Linked DNA regions of Mus musculus: regions 1 and 3 are each linked to region 2. Evidence: chromatin contacts called from public Hi-C and HiChIP or PLAC-seq data. All regions are on one chromosome and are shown on one strand. Each heading gives the region's core, a stretch centred on a gene start, on an enhancer-like site or on the middle of the called end of the contact. The rest is flanking DNA. Distances are from core to core; before and after follow the strand shown.

Region 1 (2,700 bases), core at 81-2,580, 39 kb before region 2:
CCTCTTTTCTTCCTTTTTTCTGGTAGATTCTCTGTAAGAAAGCTCACAGTCCATCTTTTTTTTTTTTAAACATTTATTTATTTATTATATGTAAGTACACTGTAGCTGTCTTCAGACACTCCAGAAGAGGGCATCAGATTTCGTTGCAGATGGTTGTGAGCCACCATGTGGTTGCTGGGATTTGAACTCAAGACCTTTGGAAGAGCAGTGGCGCTCTTAACCGCTGAGCCATCTCACCAGCCCCCCACAGTCCATCTTTTAACTTTCTCTGAGTTACACTTTCATGTAGTCATATGACTAGCCTTGAAATGCAGACTTAAGAAAGGGCTGTAAAGATGAACAAAAAGCCTACATTAAAGAGCTCACAGTTTGGCAAACAATGTCACTATTATAAAGCAATTTTCAGCATAGAGATGATTAGCATCTCTTTCCTTTCATTTTAAAAAATATTTTTGGAGACAGGGTCTCACTATGTAAATCAGGCTGGCCCCAAACTCATAGGAATCTACCTACCTCTGCCTTCTGTGTGTTGGGGTCATCCCCAGTCCTTTCTCTTTAAATATTTGTGATTATTTGTGTGTATGTGTGTGTGTGTGTGTGTGTGTGTGTGTGAGAGAGAGAGAGAGAGAGAGAGAGAGAGAAGTTTCAAACTCCTAGCTCTTTATAAAGTTTAGAATTACTGTAAATATATACTAATATATCACCCCCCCCCCACTGTGCAGTAGGACATTAGAATTCATTCCTCCAACCTTTTGATTACTTCTCTCCTGTCTTGTACTTACAGTATCTGCTTGAGCTGAGTTTCCTTAAGTCCTCCATCTCCCAGTTTTGCAGTGCACACAAAGTCTAGTGTTTCCCTTGGAGGGGGGGAGGAGGGGGAGAAAGAGGGGAGAGGACTGGGGAGATGGCTCAGTGGTTCTTATCCTTAAGTGCTCTTCAAGAGCACCGCCTGCTCTTCCAGAGGTCCTGAGTTCAATCCTCAGCAACCATATGGTGGCTCCCAAATGAAAAGCTGTTTTTAAACTTAGTCCCAGTAGCTCACGTCTTTTGGATCCATGCCATTCTGCGGACCACTCTTTCACATACTTGGGAGATTGCTTTGTGCCAGAATTCCAGGATCTGAGATTCAAAAAGAGAAAGAAAGGTCTTGTTTGCATAGACTTCAGACCCTATAGGCTCCTGATTTGCATTCTATTTGCACAGGTGAATTCACAACTGTTCCGGTCCTTATCTACCCAGACCTCAACAGAATCACACTAGGAATTGGAGTGCTGAAAACATGGGCTGTGGTTACCTGGTGCTGATCAATGATTCAGGGAATGTGAAGTGAGGATCCAAGGGTCACCTGTCACTCACATCACCCACATGGTTCTTTAGAGAGCCAGCTGTTCCAGGCACTGTCATTCCATTTGATTTAAAAAGCTAACTGCACAGACAGATTTCAGGCAGGGAAAACACCCATCCCACCTCTAGAGCTGCCTCCTGCCGAGCAGACTCAGACTGTAGGGAGTGCTTGGGTAGCTCTTTGCTTCTTTGCCTACTTGTTTTGAAGTAGGTGTTTTGCTTAGCATATGATCTCTCTTGTGGGAAAGGCTGGTCCTACCAACTCTTACATAATCAGTCTGCAATAAGTCTCATTGCTCCTCCCTCACATCAGGGTTCTTAAAGCTGATCGTCTATTTAAATCTCTCATACCCCTAAGATGTGGAGTGCGGGTCATAGCCTACAAAGAGTTCCTGACCCCAGTCCAACCTGTAGACATTCTCACACTCATGCAGCATAGTGAATTTAATATTTCTAAGCTCTCACTTAAAGATAGACAGGTGGGCTATGGTGGTGCATATCTTTAGTCCCAGCATTCAGGAGGTGGAGGCAGGTGGATCTCTGAGTTCAAGGTCAGTCTGGTCTATAAAGCAAGTTATAGGACAGTCAGGGCTACACAGAGAAACTCTGCCTTGAAAAAAATTAGAGATAGTAGAATTATTAAGTGTATACTAGTAAAAACTGGTGCTTTAATTTATCTTAGCTTTAAGTTTTTTCATCTGAAGATGGAAATAATAGTAACCTCACAGGTTTGTTTTTTAATGTTTTTGTTTGTTTGTTTGGAGTTACTGATGATTGTAAGCTGCCATGTGGGTGCTAGAAATTGAACCTGGTTTCTCTTCAAGTGCAGTCCGTGCTCCTAACCAGCTATCGATATCTCCAGCCCCTTCACCAGTTAATTCTTACCCTAGTGACTGGAGTAGCCCAAACGCCTATTAGCAAATAAACAAAAGTTGTATGTAATGTGGTATTTGTTTAGCTGTTCACTCATTGATGAATTCCCATTTTAAAATGCTGATGCTTGCAAGGCAGGTACTCTACAGCTGACCCACACTCACAGCCCCACCTTCTTAAAAAAGGATTCCCTAGTGAAAAAGAATGAAATTCCGACATATGCTATTGTATAGAGAAGCCTTAAAAACATGATACATGAAATAGGCCAGACACAACAGGAGCCGTCCATATTCAATGATCTCACTCAGATGTCTACAACAGTCAAACGTACAGAGATAGAAAGCATAGCAGTGTGGTCACTGCAGGATTTAAGAAAGGGGACACTGGATGTCATTGTTGAATGAGTACAGGGATTCAGGATTTTAAAAAGTCTAAGTCAGGTGTGGTGGCCCAGGCCTGTAATCCCAGCACTCGGAAGGCAGC
Region 2 (2,700 bases), core at 51-2,550:
CATCCTATTTGTCAAGTGTTAAGGAAAAGTTCTAGGAAAATTCTAAATTCTCTTATTGGTATTCTCATAGCACTTAGTTCACTTCTCTAAGCTGACACTTAAACTCATCCATATTTTTCTTCATGTTTTTCTTCTGCACCAGCCTCTGGAGAATAAGGGATTGATTGTTCATACTTGTATTCTCTGTGCCAGGCATACCTAATTACCTAAGTGATTCCCAGGGTAATGGGAAAACACACAAACGGCATATGGAGGATTTGGTACAGGCTCTACTTCTGCGTAACTTAGACTTTTGACGATTGTTGAGCACCTGCACACAGCACACACCACGGTGTGTGGTCTTTGCCATTCTCATAACCATTTAACCATTCACACAGAGAAAACACCTAGGCATCACTGTTTCATTGGTTCCTTTTATGCGTAGGCAACATTTATATATTTTGTGAGGTTTTAGAAGCTTCCTTTCTGACACTTGCTTCTCGACAGTTTCTTAAACTGAAAACAGCCATTCATTAAGTTATTGTGCATGCGCTAGACTAAACGCTAGGGATAACACTTTCTGCATGATAGGGGTGGGACAGGAGAAGAATGCTGTAATCTGTAAAGTTCGTCTGCTTCTGGGAGTAAGGCCAGCATTAATACAACGCACGATTGTTATTTCTGAATGTCCCTTTGCAAAGAACAGAGTTTCTCAAACTTTCTTTGACCAGACCTAACATAAAGAAATACATTTTTTTATCGCCATCCTTGTACATATCTACCAAAAAAGAGTAATTGTTTCTTAAAACTCCTTTTTGTCACGCACTCTGAGCTTTTTCCCACTACATTATTTTTATAAAAAAATTAACAGAGTGGTGGACCCGTCCTCCCAAACCGATTTTACAGAACTAGAGACCTAATCCACGGCGACTTGAAATAAGATTATCTGATTGTAGTCTTTCTTTTCCAGGTCTCCCTTCACTCCTTAAGTTGCAAATATTGACCTTTTTAGTGATGGGGCCGTTCCCCTCCTCCCCCGGCTTCTTTAAGAGGGTGGTACCGACCCATCCAGGGGGTGGCGGAGGGGCAGGGCCCACGGAGTCCGTGGCGCAGGCCCGGCCCGCTCTTCCAGTTCTTGTGAAAGAAAGCTAGGGTGTGTGCAAGCAGAGATCGCAAGGCCGAAGCGTGGGCTGCTGGAGACCGGCGCGGAGGACTAGCGTTGTCTGCCCGCCGCGTTTCCGGCCGAGTCCGCGGGGGTCCGCGCGTGCGCAGAGCGTCCCCCCGGGGAACGACCCTTTCGATCGCCCCGCGCCCGCGCGCGCGCCCGGGAAGCCAAAGTCCACGGTGGGCTCGGCGCGGCGGCGCGCGCCAGGGGGCGTTCCCGCGCGGCCGGCCCCGCCCTCTCTCGGCGCCGAGCTATCCTCCCAGTTTCCCCCGCGGTTCCTGCACTGAGGTTGTCGCCGGCGCGTCCCCTATCCCGCGGCTCGCTCGCCCTGCCGGTGCCATGGCGGCCTTCAGCAAGTACTTGACGGCACGGAACACCTCGCTGGCGGGGGCCGCGTTCCTGCTGCTCTGCCTACTCCATAAGCGGCGTCGCGCCCTCGGCCTGCACGGGTGAGGCTCGCGGCCGCGCCGCCTTCCCCGGGCCCGAGCGGGGAGCTCCGGGCGCGCGCCTTGCCCTTCTCTCCCAGGTCCCGAGCTGCGCGGGTGCCCGCGGAACCGGGCCAGCGGTCCCGGAGCCCTGCGGCCCTCAGCCTGGCGGCCGCCGCGCAATCTCAACACCACGGGAGGGAGGAGGACACGCCGCGTCCCTGCGCCCCCGCGCCCCCTCACCATCTCCCCGTGCATGTCAACTTTATGGGTGCATTCTGGTTTTGCCATCTCATCGCCACTGAACGCTAAGGTTTGCGTTCGTTCGGGATGGGCATTTTACTCGCCAGCTCGACTCCGGAGTAGTGGCGGTGGATAGTAGCCAGGGGCGTTCCTGGGGTTTTCTGGGTCCAGTGGGCACGATTTTCTTCTAAAGCGGTGCCCTCTTTTTCCGGAATTGGTCAGTGAATGCCCTCATTTGGAAAGGTTGAATTGGCTCAGCGGTGTGTGGAGGACAAAGTTTCCTCCGTCGACTTTATAGGTGAAAGGTGAAAGTGTGTTTTAGGTGAAGATCACTTGTTAATTACACCATACAGCTACCTGCCTGGAGAGAATGTTAAAGTTTACTTTGAACTTTTGGGAGATTAGGAAAGAAGGGAGAATTGAGTTCTGGGGGTGGGATTACAGGCACAATTTTAACTTCTTGTCGCCCATTTGATTTCAGCGAGCGACAAAGAAAAGGTTACTTCCTAACTAAGCATTCTTACTAGTGTTTGGATATTTAGTGTCCAATCTTAGAATAATGCTTTCATGCATTTTATTTCATCAACCCTCTGGGTAGGTACTATTTATTGTCTCCTGCTTTTGGTTTGCTCGGACTATCTTATTATTAGAATTTGGCCTAAAATACTAGCAGAGAGCTCCATGTATCCTTTCATGAAGTATTTTCTGTCTTATCTACTTTGACTTGCTCATTGGCTGCAGCATTGGCCCTTCTCTTCCTAAATCAGCTTTACAAAATAATGATATGCCTCTCCTTCACATACTATTCGTCCTTTTTAAGGGTTCTTGGAGGGGGACGATTAATTTGAAATATTTTTCTATTAGATCGTGCCCTTTCTGAACTCTCAT
Region 3 (2,700 bases), core at 38-2,537, 59 kb before region 2:
AAATTCCCTAGGACCTTCATGCTGAGAGAAGAAAAAGATCCCTGCCAGAGTGGGGCAACTTGTTTCCTAGGAAAGAGATTTACAACTTGTTAGACTACCTTATGGGGTGAGACTGAAGCCCAGACATTGGTGGGTCAGTGGTGCACGGGATCACACATTTACTTGGACTGCTTAGATGTGCATAGTTCAGCCCTCTATTAAATTCCAACCTCACTTCAGGACTTTAGGGGAAGGTGGTCATTGCATCTCTTTGTCCTTCTCCCCAATGTGACCACATTGAATAGTTCTTTTTCTTCTTTTATCTATTAACTCGGTTGTTTTAATTGGTTGTTCAAGGACAGGTGATCAAACTTGGCTTCTTGGGGTTCATTCACACTGTGACCTAAAGTTTGGTAACAATGGGAGCAAGACTTGACCCAGATCTCCAGATAATCATGTAATGGAACAGGTAGACTCAAGTCTCCTTTACCCAGGCAGGTCCTTAAATCCAGGACTCAATTTAGAATTTCAGCTTTAATGAACTCAAGAAATGGAGTCAGTCCTGGTGGCCATCAGACCTATTGGCATCCACTCCTCTGTGATTCACACATTCAGGTTCTTTTCCCTGGCGTTGGCATACATTCTGATTGTATTTCATAGGCACTCCTTTCTCCACCTAACTCTCGCCCTGCCAGTGTGATCTCTGTGTGCTTCAACAACCTGGCATTCATGTCCTTTGGCTCCAACTAGGGTTCAACCAGGGGAAAGTTTGGCAGAGATTAGAGAGGGAAGGAAAGTTCAAAGTATTTGTTGCCCCAAGTTACTCCCTGTGTAACTGACTGCCTATGACAGGTTTTCTTTAGAATGACGTCTATTGCTCTCCTGACCAAACCCGATCAGAGTCCCTGCAGCCTCTTCTCTAATTGTTGTTTTAGGGCTAGAAGTTGTAATCTGAGATACACATATCCCCAGATAATTGAATTATACCTTTCATTTTCCTTAAATCACACATGTTCAACCAACCCCTTTATACATAGACCCTCTTTAGTATATTCTACTTGGAGGTAAACTATCTTTTTTTTCGTTATCATTTATCATTATTATTTACTGGCTTACAAGTATTGCTTCCATATTGGAGTTGTATCCTTTTGTTAATCAGTTGTGGGGACATTTCCCCAGCTTAGTGAGCTTTATGTAATAGAGATTTGGCAGTGTGCCCTCTATGTGCTGACTCAAGACCACACTCTGGAAAATGTGGCCTTGATCTTTGACACACATATGGCAATTGCCTCTTCCATCCTGCTTGGGGTGGAGTGAGGTGTCTGGCTGTGATCCATTTGTGGTTCAAATACCAGCTCCTCCCCAGAGGTCATAGTTCTCTTTCAGGATATGGAAAGATTTTGTCTTGTGTTCCTGAGTGGTCTTTCAGGAGCTGTTTTTCAATATTAATTGTGTCTTCCTTGGCCTCTCATTCTTCTGTGGACCTCAGATAGTGTCATTGCTGCTATGTGCTAGAATTCTAGGCATCGTCCCTTCCTCTTAGAGGCACCTCTACTGGGAAGTGGAAATGACAATGTGGTGAAAACCACAGTTTATTTATCACACATAATGGTTTTGCTTCAAAATGCCGTGACTTTTCCAGAAGTGCACTGAGGACTTTATTTCATGGTAAAACCTCATAGAGATATTATTATTATTATTATTATTATTATTATTATTATTATTATTATTTAGTTGTATCTGTACAATAGGTATGTGCTTGATGCCCACAGAGGCCAGATGAGGGCATCAGTTTTTCTGAACTGGAATTACAGATGGTTGTTGGCTTTCATATGAGTGCTGGGAATTGAACTCTGGTCCTCTGGAAGAACAGCCAATGTTCTTAACTGCTGAGCCATCTCTCCAGCCTTACCCTTATAATTAATATTGTCCCTGTCCTTAGATCTTAGGAGTTTCTTCTAACCTTCTTATAACTTCTGTACTATGGATTAATCTTCTTGCCTGTCCACAAGGATCCGTCTCTCCCTAAATTGTTTTTTTTTAATCTTAAATACTAGAATATTGAACATTAAAGAGGGAGCCTACTTGTAGGAATAGTGTTCCTATTGCCTTATGTCTCTGAACTGCCTGATGGAGCGATCAGCACTGCAGGTTCAATGGAGGTAGTCAGGGTGGGCAGATGCCCAGCTTCCTTGGAGCTCTCTGACCTACTGCAGGTCAGTCTTCGTGCTCCATTGATCAAGAATATTCTTTTTTTTTCCCTTAACCTCCTGCTTTCAAACCTTGTCACCTCAGGCCTCAGAATGAGAAGTGTGTTCTAAATAGACACTTGTTTAACCATACTCTGCATAGTGGGTTTCACCCAATCAGGCTTAGAACTACAACATCTCCTTACTCTAATGGAGAATTGGGGAGGAAGCACTGGTTTTGTGCCTTTGGGAAAGGAAGGATGAAGGGGATCCAAAAGGACTGATACATTTTTACTTCCTACCCTGAACTTTCAGATTTTGAGTTGCAGATGTACAGCAGGCATAAGACAGGATGGGAGATGTTTGGACCTTGGAAGTGCACCATTAAAGGAATGTTAGAAAGAATGGCATACAACGTGAATTTCTCTTCCCCCTCCCCCTCCCCTGTTTTACTTCTCCTCCTCTCCCTCCTCCTCTCACTCTTCCTCTCCCTCCTCCTTCCATTCTTCCTTCCTCTTCTCCCCACAACTTC

The links. Hi-C and Micro-C count contacts between places; a contact is called where the count stands out from the background. HiChIP or PLAC-seq counts read pairs in DNA pulled down with a chosen protein or histone mark.
Region 1: a Hi-C map of liver shows a contact between it and region 2, with 2.6 times the contacts expected there. The contact joins the enhancer-like site here to the promoter of Abcd3 in region 2. A contact is called at or near these places in 4 of 39 promoter capture datasets (the 3T3-L1 cell line, cranial neural crest and liver), 14 of 484 Hi-C or Micro-C datasets (colon epithelium, epidermal suprabasal cells, liver and 3 more), 11 of 115 datasets of contacts at active chromatin or transcription factors (bone marrow-derived macrophages, differentiating embryonic stem cells, embryonic fibroblasts and 6 more) and 2 of 9 other capture datasets (adipose tissue and pancreatic islet).
Region 3: an H3K4me3 HiChIP or PLAC-seq map of intestinal villus epithelium shows a contact between it and region 2, with 6 times the contacts expected there. The contact joins the enhancer-like site here to the promoter of Abcd3 in region 2. A contact is called at or near these places in 9 of 39 promoter capture datasets (the 3T3-L1 cell line, the HPC-7 cell line, cranial neural crest and 4 more), 1 of 15 datasets of contacts at CTCF or cohesin (the NIH/3T3 cell line), 18 of 484 Hi-C or Micro-C datasets (beige adipocytes, colon epithelium, embryonic fibroblasts and 7 more), 12 of 115 datasets of contacts at active chromatin or transcription factors (bone marrow-derived macrophages, differentiating embryonic stem cells, embryonic stem cells and 6 more) and 1 of 9 other capture datasets (adipose tissue).

The regions. Positions count from the first base shown.
Region 1 is chr3:121,852,696-121,855,395 of GRCm38.p6, reverse strand. It overlaps Gm33987 (a long non-coding RNA gene), which reads right to left. Exons shown (of 4, transcript XR_867607.2): 3 at 783-1,119; 4 at 225-327. Among named protein-coding and RNA genes, the nearest start is that of Gm33987, 2.9 kb to the right of the region's middle. Within about 2 kb of position 1,330, at least 19 of the 459 cell types and tissues checked have an H3K27ac peak or open chromatin away from gene starts, as enhancers often do. A contact at or near this core is called in colon epithelium, differentiating embryonic stem cells, hepatocytes and 3 more, where this site is marked.
Region 2 is chr3:121,813,902-121,816,601 of GRCm38.p6, reverse strand. Abcd3 (ATP-binding cassette, sub-family D (ALD), member 3) reads left to right here and starts at 1,300. Exons shown (of 23, transcript NM_008991.3): 1 at 1,300-1,593. The coding sequence starts at 1,484.
Region 3 is chr3:121,873,333-121,876,032 of GRCm38.p6, reverse strand. No RefSeq gene overlaps it. Among named protein-coding and RNA genes, the nearest start is that of Gm33987, 24 kb to the right of the region's middle. Within about 2 kb of position 1,287, at least 36 of the 459 cell types and tissues checked have an H3K27ac peak or open chromatin away from gene starts, as enhancers often do. A contact at or near this core is called in colon epithelium, hepatocytes, intestinal crypt epithelium and 3 more, where this site is marked.